Linked DNA regions of Sus scrofa: region 1 is linked to region 2. The links are chromatin contacts, called in public HiChIP or PLAC-seq maps. All regions are on one chromosome and are shown on one strand. Each heading gives the region's core, a stretch centred on a gene start, on an enhancer-like site or on the middle of the called end of the contact. The rest is flanking DNA. Distances are from core to core; before and after follow the strand shown. Region 1 overlaps LRMDA (a long non-coding RNA gene). Region 2 overlaps LRMDA (a long non-coding RNA gene).

Region 1 (5,441 bases), core at 978-3,477, 210 kb before region 2:
TAAGAAAATGATGGGGAAATGTTAATTATGCAGATTAAATTTAAAAGTTGTGTTGTGTCTAGCCATTGCATTGTGAATAGCATTGAAAAGTTGAGGAAAATATATTTTTTTGGCCATGCATAGATTATGTGGAAGTTCCTGGGCCAGGGACTGGACCTCAGCCTCAGCAGCAACCCAAGCTGCTGCAGTGACAACATCAGATCCTTAACCCACTGGACTACAGGAGAATTCTTGAGGAAAGAGTCTTTGAACATTCAAAAGACATTATCTGATTCAGTAAAGAAGTTACTCATGCCATTGACAAAAGAGTGAAGTTTTGAAATATTCAGTAAGAAAAGAATATAGTTGATGTTCATATCAGAACTACACTTACTCATCAATTGCAACCTTAGGTTCCAAAATTATAAAAACAAAAAAAATTCAGTGAAAATGAGTTGGTTGAATAGAATTTATAACAAAAAGGATTATACATTTAATTTTATTTGATAACAATATGTTTACTCATAGTTTATATACATAAAAATTACACTAAGCTGATGTATACACATACATGGGTAAATTTTTTTTCCAGAGAGCTGCTTGTTAAACATTTCCAGCACAGCACTACATAAAACCCTTATTAAATGACATCTAAGGTATATTTGGGGCTATGGAGAAAAGAATAGTAAGAAAAAAAACTAATTAAGCATCAAAGATTCTGTCTTCAACTTATTTACAACTTGGACACCCTCTACTTCCCTCTTTCCTATTCCCTAATGCCTTAAGAGACTTAGATCCAAGCTCCATCCAGCTGTATGACCTGGGGTAATCAGCTCCTAAAGCCATACCATCCTTCACTGTTAGATAGTAATGATAATAGTCATGATGATGATATTGTTTAAAAAATTGCTAATGAGTATTTGTACTTATTTTGTAAACATGGGCCACATATTCATCTATACAATTTTTTACAACACTTCTGTGAAGCAGTGCTAAATTCTATTCCTCTTTTACAGATGAGGAAAACTAAGACCCAGAGAAATTAGGTAGGTGCTTGGGTTGCTAGCACATAGCAGAGCTGAGCCACAAATCTAGGCAGTTTGTCTCCAATGGCTACTGCCTTAACCATTATGATGCTTTACCACCTCCCTTCTCATTAAAGGCAAAGATTAAGTGAGGTAAGAGACAAAGATCTTAGCATTGCTCATTAAATATTCATGATGAGTTACTTTAATTTTGTATAGCATCTTACCTCTTCAGTTAGATTTAAGTTTCTTAAGAGATAGGGCTAATGTTTTATGGCTTCTCCTACCCTTCATAGTAGTTACAACAGGGACCTGCACACCACGAGTAATCAAATTATTCATTACACGGATGGGCTCTGCTCCTCACTTGTCATGCAGAAAAGCGCTGCTGAGATCCCTTCTGAGGGTGAAAGTAGTGAAATTGTCAGGCTAGCTATAATCTGAATCCATCCACAGTTTCCCTGCATTATTGTGATGGTCTATCTTTAGTAAATAACTACATATGGCATTCCTCATCTGGGTTTGTAGGGTTGTGTTAGAAATAATATTGTGTCATAGTAGTCCTACAGGGTTGATTTATTTTGGCTTAAAAGAAGGAACTTGGCCTCATGTGTCTCTCTTCCTCTCACAGTTTTTTTTTTTTTTTTTTTTTTTTTTTTTTTTTATTCCCAAGGGCTGCAGGTCAAGTTCTGTCCTTGGAACCAAAGCAGTTTTCCAAAATGAGGTGGAGCCAGCTCTGTCAAGCTGGGCCAGCTCTGCTGTCAGTGCCTTTCCCAAGTACATCAGACCCTCTGCTTGTAAAAATAAATTGATACCAATGCAAGAAATTTATTAGGAGATGACAGCCTGGTTCATAATGGAAATATGGAGAAAACATCATCCTTCAAAAGTGACAGTTTATCCATCATGCCTCAGATTCCTGAGATAGAAGCAGGCACTGTCACATACAATCCGCTGAGGACACATCTTCTTGGATTTCCTTTTGACAGGAAACTCTGAAATAATCCAGAAGAAGGGAAGGACTTGTGCTGCCCTTAATGTGCTCGGCCATAAATTTTGAGTATTAGCAGAAGAAACATGTGGCCAAGGACATGAATGATGGAGGAAATCAGGAGGCCTGGAATTCTCAAACGGCCCCTTCTTTTCTCTCAGGGTGATGAACTGGGACGGGGGTCAGAGAGGGTTAAGGCACTGCTGAGAGGGACATCAATTCCCTGTTATGTGTCAGCAAAGCCAACAGGTGGCAGGGCACCACTGCAGACACAGTGCTGCTTCGGGTCTGGTGACCAGGTCACCTTGCCCCGCTAACTTTCCAACTGCGATTATTTCCCCCTTAGCTACTTATTTATATTGATAAACTTGAGAGAGTTTAGGAGGGCCGTTTTAATTAGGAATAAAGGCAAGGATATTCCTGAGGATCACAAGAGGCCCGATCTTTTCAGGCTTAATGAGGTGACCTACCCAACCCTGTTGGAAATAATTGTGTATTGTATTAAAAGCCACTTTGGAAAATAAAATTGCAGTAGTAAACTGGAATGAAACAAACATGGTATTAAGGGGAAAAAATATTCACTGACAATTTTATGAGGCCTTAAAATATTTATGTTCTACACTTGCATTCTTTGGAGATTTGCTGAGTGTTGCTAGAATGGGGAAACTTTTTTAATGAGATACATGCATATTTTTTAAATTTACAGATCTTTTTTAGCAAAAATAGAAAGTCATAAATGGGAAACGGAAACCTAAACAAGGCGAGTATAGCATTAATGCTCTTATATTATTAATTCGCTCTTTATATTGGAAAAAATAAAAGTATGGTTGAATAATATGCAAGGAATCTTTGTTGTCAGTTTCTATTTGATTAACGTACAGGGACACTAGCATGATTACAAGATCCCAGATAAACTTAGTTTTTTTGCATGTGTTGTGTGGTGTGGATAGGAACAGGATATGTGCACTCTCGGGTTACTTGAGCACAGAGTCAAATACAGGGTTCTGATCCACTGCCCAAAATAAATCCCTAAGAACATCAGCGAAATAAATTACATGTTCTTATTCATAGGTAACAGTGCTTGAAAAAACACAGCGACACTGAGTCCTTCTTTAAATCCTCTCATCCTCTAAAGGAGGCAAATGAACTTCTAATGATTCACATTTGTTTCAACCAATCTTCCTGGTTCCCTGTCTCAAGAAAGACCTAAAACTCTGTTGACTTTACATGTCCAAATTAAATATATCTGTGTTTCCTTTTACTTTCTATATAAGTGCGTGCCAGCATGACTTAACATTCATCCAGAGTTTATTTCCCTATTAGTGGAAAACAAGTCATTTTTCAGTTTAATGAATAGCATCACTGTCTGACTTTTAACCAAAAATGTGACCTTAAACTTGATGGATCTCACCAGAAGGCACATTTTCAAATTATTTTTTCTATTGGAGGTTATGAATATGACTTCCCAAATTATTGTGACAGCTGTGAGGGGAAAGCCTGCATCACAGATAGAGCAGCTTAAAACAAAACTCAGACCTAACAAAATGGTAGTTTCATTTGTGAAACAAGAAAAAGGGAATGGGGGAAAAAGCATGAACCGTATGGGAGGAGAAAAAAAATACCTCCTTTGAGCCTTACGCAGCAGGAGAAAAGACTCATGTAAAGCAGCTAAAATTCCCATACTTTTTTGTTACTACCATTTTTGCTTCCAAATCATTCTAAATTGAGAAGGTGAAGGCTGTGCATTACTGATTCAAAAAACTCCAAGAGGACATCTGATATTTCTTCCTTATTAAGGATGATGGAGTGTAATTGATGTGCCTGGTACCTGGCCAATTCCAACTTTTTGAGAATGTTGTTTAATGTGCAGACATTATTTTTGGACTACTGAATGCCAGAAAATAATGAGCTGGCATTCAGCTTTGGTGAATAAGACCCTGAATTTTCATCTAAAAGCGGTTTTGAGTTATTGCTGTAGATAAGGTGTAACTGTGCAAGGGAATTTTATCCATGTTTCTCCCATGAATCATAAATGAGGGAAAAAATTGCAGTCTAAATTGCACTTAAAAGGAATAAAGTCTTTTCATGCCATACATGATTTATCAAAATGATCTCATTTTAAGGGTACTGTGGTGTATCTTGATTAATCACATTAGGAAGCATGATGAATAGCCTCTTTAATGGTAACACACGATTTATTGGCAACATCCAGGCTTGAACCAGAAGGGTAAGAAGTAAAATATACAATAGATAGCTAATGCAGATAGGGTGTCACTAATGTTCTGATTTGTTTTAAGATAATACAGGGCTCCTAGATTTCAGGAGATGCTGAAGCCACCAGGTGGTGGAGAGCAAACGAGGTCTGCACTGGAACTTGGGTGCAACCAGGAATACACTGCAAAGCTTCCCTAACTTATTGCAACCCAAGGAAAATGGTCCACTCTGCAGGACCATAAAGAGAAGGCGTGCTTAAAATCTGGACAGATTGAGGAAATTCCTAGTAGGAAGAGGTGGACACTGCCTTTTGAGATAGCTCTCCTACCCTTTTCGCCCTATTTCAATATCCTCTTCACATTTTGCTTTAATATCCTAAATGCCTTTTCTTAAAGCCCGCTCCACTCTGCTCCCACTAATTTCCTCTAAGGCTGACAGATCAGAGGCTTTCCTCGAACTGTTCCTTTTAGAGCTGAGGAGCCCTCCTCGTAATCCTGCTGCTTGTCTGCAATTAATCCTTCCAGTTGCCACATTATTAATACCACCACCCACAGACAGAGGAAGCCCCGACCCACTGGACACTGGCTCCCGACTGAAGCTTCAAAGGTGCCAATCACACCCTGGTCAGAAAGGTGCCTGCTGTCAGCATCAGAGGTTTCCATCCTCTCCTCCCCGCTGATCAAACATTCTTGCTCAGAAGATTAATTCAGGGTCTCCGCCCATTTCCTCCCATATCCTCTTTCCCTTTTTGGTTTACCCAACGATCCATCTTTGCTTCGAAAAGGGAAGCCATGGATAATAGAAGCCCTTTCAAAACAAAAGCTGGGCAAAGGCAAATTTAAGTCCCAGCTGTTATCAACTTTTTTTTTTTTTAACTCATTTAAACACCTTAAGGCAGTGAGGATTAGGGCCTGGCCTGAAATGCCATTCTTTGATCAAAGACCCCAAGACTTTACACAAACATAATCACAAGGCAATGGATGCCTCTCCAAAGGCTGAATTGATTTGTTTGACTGCAGTGCCAGAATGGACAGAAAAACTGCACACTTGTTTTCCCAACTCCCAACATATTTATATCACCAGGCCAAGTGACTGAGAAATTACATATTTTCTACATCTTAATTGGAGCCAAGTCATTTGCAGATTCAGACATACCTGTGGGGAGAGGGGCCAGTGAGAAGGGGGTGTGGGCAGTGTAGGTGCTTGCCATAGCCTGTTTTATCCTGGGCGGG
Region 2 (5,627 bases), core at 1,788-4,287:
GATTCCCACCCAGAGCGGCTGTGGAGAATCCCAGGACACTGGTAAACTTCCTGCTTCATCTTCCTATTTGTTTTACTATAAAATGTCTGCTTCATTTTTGACTAGTGCATTTAACTTCTCCAACTCCCTCTTAATGCCCAAATATTTCCCTGTATTTCCTTCCACTGATGGTTGAATAAAGGAAGAAAGTGTTGCCCCATAGAAAGACTGCAGACTTTGGGGTAAGACTTGGATTCAGATCCAGGATCTGCTTGCTTTCCTTCCTTCCTTCCTTCCTTCCTTTATTTTATTGGCTTTTAGGGCGCACTTGTGGCATATGGACGTTCCCAGGCTAAAGGTTGAATCGGAGCTATAGCTGCCGGCCTACACCACAGCCACAGCAATACCAGATCCAAGCTGCATCTGTGACCTATACCATAGCTCACGGCAACGTTGGATCCTTAACTCACTGAGAGAGGCCAGGGATCGAGCCCACATCCTCATGGACACTAGTTGAGTTTGTTCCTGCTGAGTTATGACAGAACTCCCCATGCCCTGCTATTTACCAGCTATAGGATCATAGGTGAGTCAATGAAATTCAGAGAGGCTGGGTGATTTCACCCCTAAGAGGAGGGAGCTAAAAACTACTTCATGAGCAATAGCCAGTAATTACGGTACACGTTCTCCGTGCCAGGAAACATCACTGCACCCATTACCTCTCACTGGTCCTACTATAGTCCTGTCTAAAGAATGGCAAGGAAAGGACCTTTTTCACTTCTGGTCTTGGCCTCTCACTGGATGACTTCTAGAGACTAGAAACTTAATACAGTTTTGGTGCCTACTGAATTAATCACAGGTACAGAAGAATCAACATTTCTGACTAATGAGGACAATGAAGAAGACTTCTGTCTAGAATGTCGAAGACTGAGAAAGGACTGCATCAGAATCAACAGAATCACAATGAGGATAAATAAAAACATTTGTTCATTTTATCCTGGAATATGGGAAGGAGGATGAGAATCTTGAAACTTGAGTGGGGAAGGAGATTTTAAGATGACAGGAGAATTATTTTATTGATTTTGTAAACTCACTGCCCCCTGAGTTGGTACAGGCAGAAAAGACTAATAGAGTCCCAAAAAGGATTGTGTAAACTCACTAAAAACAGACCCATAAGGAATTAATTGGCTGTTAACAAAATAAACACTTAGGAAATAAACTGGGTACCCACCAGACTTCCCTTCAGAGGGCCTGCATTCCCTCCTTCCTGGCTTCTTATTCAGACACTGTCAGGTCCTAATTCATATTCCATCCCTTTGGGGACTTTCTGCTGGCTGGAAACCAATTACATCCCACCTCCAAAGTCTGAAGATACCATCGCTCCCAAGAGCAGACTAATTTTAACAGAACACACTCAGACAGAAATGAATCCACCCTGAATCAGAGGAACAAAGCTTTGTTGTGCAGAGGAAGGTACTTCAAGGAAGGGAACCTCTCCTCCCTCTGGTCACCCAGTCACCTCCTATTGCAGAGAGAGAGAAAGAGGCTCTGGAAGGAGCAGAAGAGAATGTTCTCTCTGCTGCAGCCCTGTCACTTTTTTCTCTGAGATTACAGCAGTGATGGATCAGTCTCTTTTCCAGCAGGCTTTGATGCCACACTGGGCAGCTCTGATGGTTAAAGAGTTCTTTCCACACCTTCAAACACTGAGCAAATCAAAGTCTGTTTCCTTGAGCGCTGGTATGATGGTTACTGGTTGATGGTCTCTCTCCTTTTTGGGGTCTGAGCCCCTGTATCTTGGGCTCACTGGTCCTGTTTCTGACCTCTGGTGTGGAATGGAAGACCCTGATGGCCTCTTCCCCTTGAAGCCCCTTCAGAAACTGAACCCAGTGCTCCTGGAATCCCTCTAAGTTCTTTCATTTCCAGGCTGAAAGTCTCCAGCTCTTCCTACAGTAGTTTGATGATCTAGATTTGAGAGTCCCCACGCATTTCCCTAAAGGGATGCAATATGACTGATTTTTAGTGGTAGATAGAATTTTTACCTCCCTTGGGACAATCACCAGGATAGGGTGTGAGATGCAAATGCTTATCCTACACAGAAGTAATATAAAAAACATGAGGGCAATACAATCAGTGTTAGAGCCTCTAGGAACCCTGAAGATAACCCAGTCCTCATCTTACTCTGTGGAGGGTTTGAAGGCCACAGAGCAAGTAAGTGGAAAAAATCCAGTTACACATCCCACCCTTCACATTCCTAGGGTACAGCAAAGGGTTCTGCTCTACACTGCTTGCTTGGATGAAGATAACAGGAGTGAACCCATCAGGTACTAGCGATCACATGAGCATCCTTCTGTAATTCCTCCACCTGACGCTGGGGTGCACTGGCACATCACCCACCCCACCCCCCAGGCAGATCTGAATGCCCGCCAAGGCTGTGGATGATTTACGGGGCCTAGGAGATGATTTTCCAAGAAAACACTCCATATAATTGGCCTTTGGTATATCTTTTCCGTGGTGATTTATGTGTCTAGGACAAGCCAGAGAACATCTCTCCCCACCTCTGCAAAGCCTCCAGTCCCTGGCCTTCAGAGTTCAGCAAGTTTCTGGCCAGAGAATGTTCTTCCTCTCCGCCCACTCAGCCTTTTTTTCTGTGGTTTGCAATCTCATTTGCTAAATATACTAAGATGCCCTGTACACAGCAGTTTCAATGTGTGCCTGACTTCCTTTGGCTGGGAGCATCACTCATAAATCTCTGGGCTGGCAGCTGCCATCCATTTATATCCATGACCAACCAGACTAAAAGTTCAAGTTCTTCCATAGTGATGCCTTTCTCATTCAAGCCCCTCCATGAGAGAAGAGCCCCAAGGCCCTCACTTCACCACCTGAGGACATAGCAGAGTGGTAGGCACACGGAAGGCACTCACGGATACTCACAGAATGGAATAGAATGGTTAAAAATATTTAAGGAGTAACTTTAAACTTGGGCACTTACTTATGAGTGTTGAGTGACTATGGCAGGCTGAAGCTAAATGACCCTGATGCAAACCCAGATGATGAGTAAGATGAAGCACATCCTGAGTGGAGGAAGCCAGGGTTTGTTGAACAAACAAGCAGTAAGAAGTTTCCCAGCCTTGCAAAGAGCTTTCAGACTTTTACTGCTTTCTACCAGCCCCCCTAACATAGTGTCTGCCAAGCAACCCCTGGAGGATTTTCTGAAAGGTGAGGATCTCTAGAAAAGGAAAGGTAGAAAGTATGGGTTGGCAAGGGCAGGATGCTTTTACAAAGGTTTGGAAGGACCTTTGTGGGTTAAACTTACCCCGCTGAACAGCCCCACCAGCAGTGAAGTGTTCTGAACTCAGGCAGGCCTTGGCCTCCCTGAGATAATTAGGTGGGGGTGGGGGCTAGAAGAAAACTGGAATAAGCACTTACTGGTTCCAGGAGGGAAGTTCAGCTTAATACAGGTCAAGGGCAGTCTTTGAAAAGACTAAAAAGTGGGGGGTGGGAAGGATGGAGAAGGAGGAGGTGTAAGGGGTCGACAGAATCAGTTATTGCCCCCCCCAACACCCAGGTATGAAGAGCAGCTGGGGGCAGATGTTTGTGTTTCCTCAAACATTGCTTCATCTGAAGACAAGCTCTTTTGTGGTGAAATCCTAGCAGAATAGGGGAGAGAGCCAGGATCCTAAGAAAGATGGCAGATGTTTAGGTTATATACAAATGTACACCAGGAGCTGAGTCTCACCTGCAGATCAGAGGGACTCTCCCTGCAGGACTGTCCCACCTTGGCCATCCCCAGAAAGCACATCAATAAAATGGTGGTAATGGGACCAGGATGGAGAGCTGGTCTCCAAGGAGACAGGGTAGGGGTGGAGCAAAGAGAAAGGAAATTGTCACAACCTCTGTGGGGTGGGAGTCACAGGGCAATAAAGTGGACCCTGCCTGCATCCATCCACCCCCATCCCAATAAGACTAGTCTTCAGGAGAGCAAGCATGGGGCGAGCAGACTTGTTCTTGGCTAGCAAAAGAGGCTCTCTCCTCCCAGCTGCTCCAGGGGACTGTGGAAAATACAGTGCAAGATTGCATTACCAATTTCTGTTGGCCTAACACAATGAAAACCCATATCTAATTTGCTGTCCACTATCCCCCAGGTCCCCTTCAGCATTTACTGCTTTCCAAATATCTTCTTCCCATTGAATATCTGTGTTTCAGATTATTTGTCCCCAGATGTATTAGGATGCATTTACTGCAGCTGAATCTCATTTAGTGATTTCCTGTCCATATGCCTGACAGCTCCAGGTCCCTTTATGTCACGTCTCTGTCATTGGTGGAGCTTGTAATACCTCTACATTTAGGGCAATATACAGATTTAATTAGCATATACTTTATAACCTTTTCTAAGTTATTAACAAGGATGCAGAACGCAAGTGACACAACAATCCCGGTGGCACTGCATGGCCTCTGAATCACTTTATATCCCTCTCTACAGTGCCACAATGAAGTGGCCCATTCAGCACACCAAAAAAGCTCTTTTGCCAAGTTCCTTTAATCATGAAACAGGCAAAAGGATCCTTGGTTCAGGGTAATGAAAATTACATTGAATCAGGACCTGGGAGAAGCAGATCCAGGCCCAGCTCTGCTAATAGCTGTGAGCTGTATGACCTTGAATAAGCCCCCTCTGTGTTCATTTTAGTTTGTAGTGAATAGATTTGCTATTAGTCTTCAGAAAAGATTTAAGAATTAATAATTCTGGTAATAACTATAACTTTTTTACATGAATTTTTTTAAAAATATTATGGAAGTGTAGCTGATTTACAATATTGTGTTAGTTTCAGGTTACAGCAAAGTGATTCAGTAACATTTTTTTCAGATTCTTTTCCACTGTAAGTAATTTCAAAATATTAAATGTAATTCCCTGTTATACAGTAAATCCCTGTTGTTTATCTATTTTATATATAGTAGTTTGTATCTGCTAATCCCATATTCCTAATTTATTCCTGCCCATCTTTCCCCTTTAGTAATCACCGTTTGTTTTCTGTGTCTGTTTCTGTATTGGCATTTGTATTGTTTTTAGATTCCTCATATAGGTGATATCATATTTGTCTTTCTGTATCTTAGTTCACTTAGTATGATATTCTCTAGGTCCACCCATGGTTCTGCAAATGGCATTATTTCATTATTTATGGCTGAGTAATATTCTTGTGTGTGTGTGTGTGTACATACCACATATTCATTATCCATTCATCTGTTGATGGATACTTACATTGCTTCCATGTCTTTGCTAAAAATCGCTAATTTTTATTAACCCACTACTACTTGCCAGGTACACTACATAATATTATTTCTTTTTTTTTAATTTTCTTTTTTTTTAAATTTCCCCAAAATGTTATTTTTTTTCCTACTGTACAGCATGGTGACCCAGTTACACACACGTGTACATTATTTTTTCTCACATTATCATGCTCCATCATAAGTGACTAGACAGTTCCCAGTGATACACAGCAGGAGCTCATGGCTAACCCATTCCAAAGGCAAGAGTATGCATCTATTAACCCCAAGCTCCCAATCCATCCCACTCCCTCCCCTCCCTGTTGGCAACCACCAGTCTATTCTCCAAGTCCATGATTTTCTTTTCTGTGGAATGTTCCATTCTTGGGCAT

What was found. HiChIP or PLAC-seq counts read pairs in DNA pulled down with a chosen protein or histone mark.
Region 1: an H3K27ac HiChIP or PLAC-seq map of skeletal muscle shows a contact between it and region 2, with 6 times the contacts expected there. The contact joins two enhancer-like sites. A contact is called at or near these places in 2 of 47 Hi-C or Micro-C datasets (embryonic fibroblasts and skeletal muscle) and 1 of 2 datasets of contacts at active chromatin or transcription factors (skeletal muscle).

The regions. Positions count from the first base shown.
Region 1 is chr14:78,810,772-78,816,212 of Sscrofa11.1, reverse strand. All of the region lies in intron 5 of LRMDA (a long non-coding RNA gene), which reads right to left. Among named protein-coding and RNA genes, the nearest start is that of LRMDA, 860 kb to the right of the region's middle. Within about 2 kb of position 2,227, at least 14 of the 83 cell types and tissues checked have an H3K27ac peak or open chromatin away from gene starts, as enhancers often do. A contact at or near this core is called in skeletal muscle, where this site is marked.
Region 2 is chr14:78,602,106-78,607,732 of Sscrofa11.1, reverse strand. The region is part of intron 5 of LRMDA (a long non-coding RNA gene); the gene reads right to left. Among named protein-coding and RNA genes, the nearest start is that of LRMDA, 650 kb to the right of the region's middle. Within about 2 kb of position 3,037, at least 4 of the 83 cell types and tissues checked have an H3K27ac peak or open chromatin away from gene starts, as enhancers often do. A contact at or near this core is called in skeletal muscle, where this site is marked.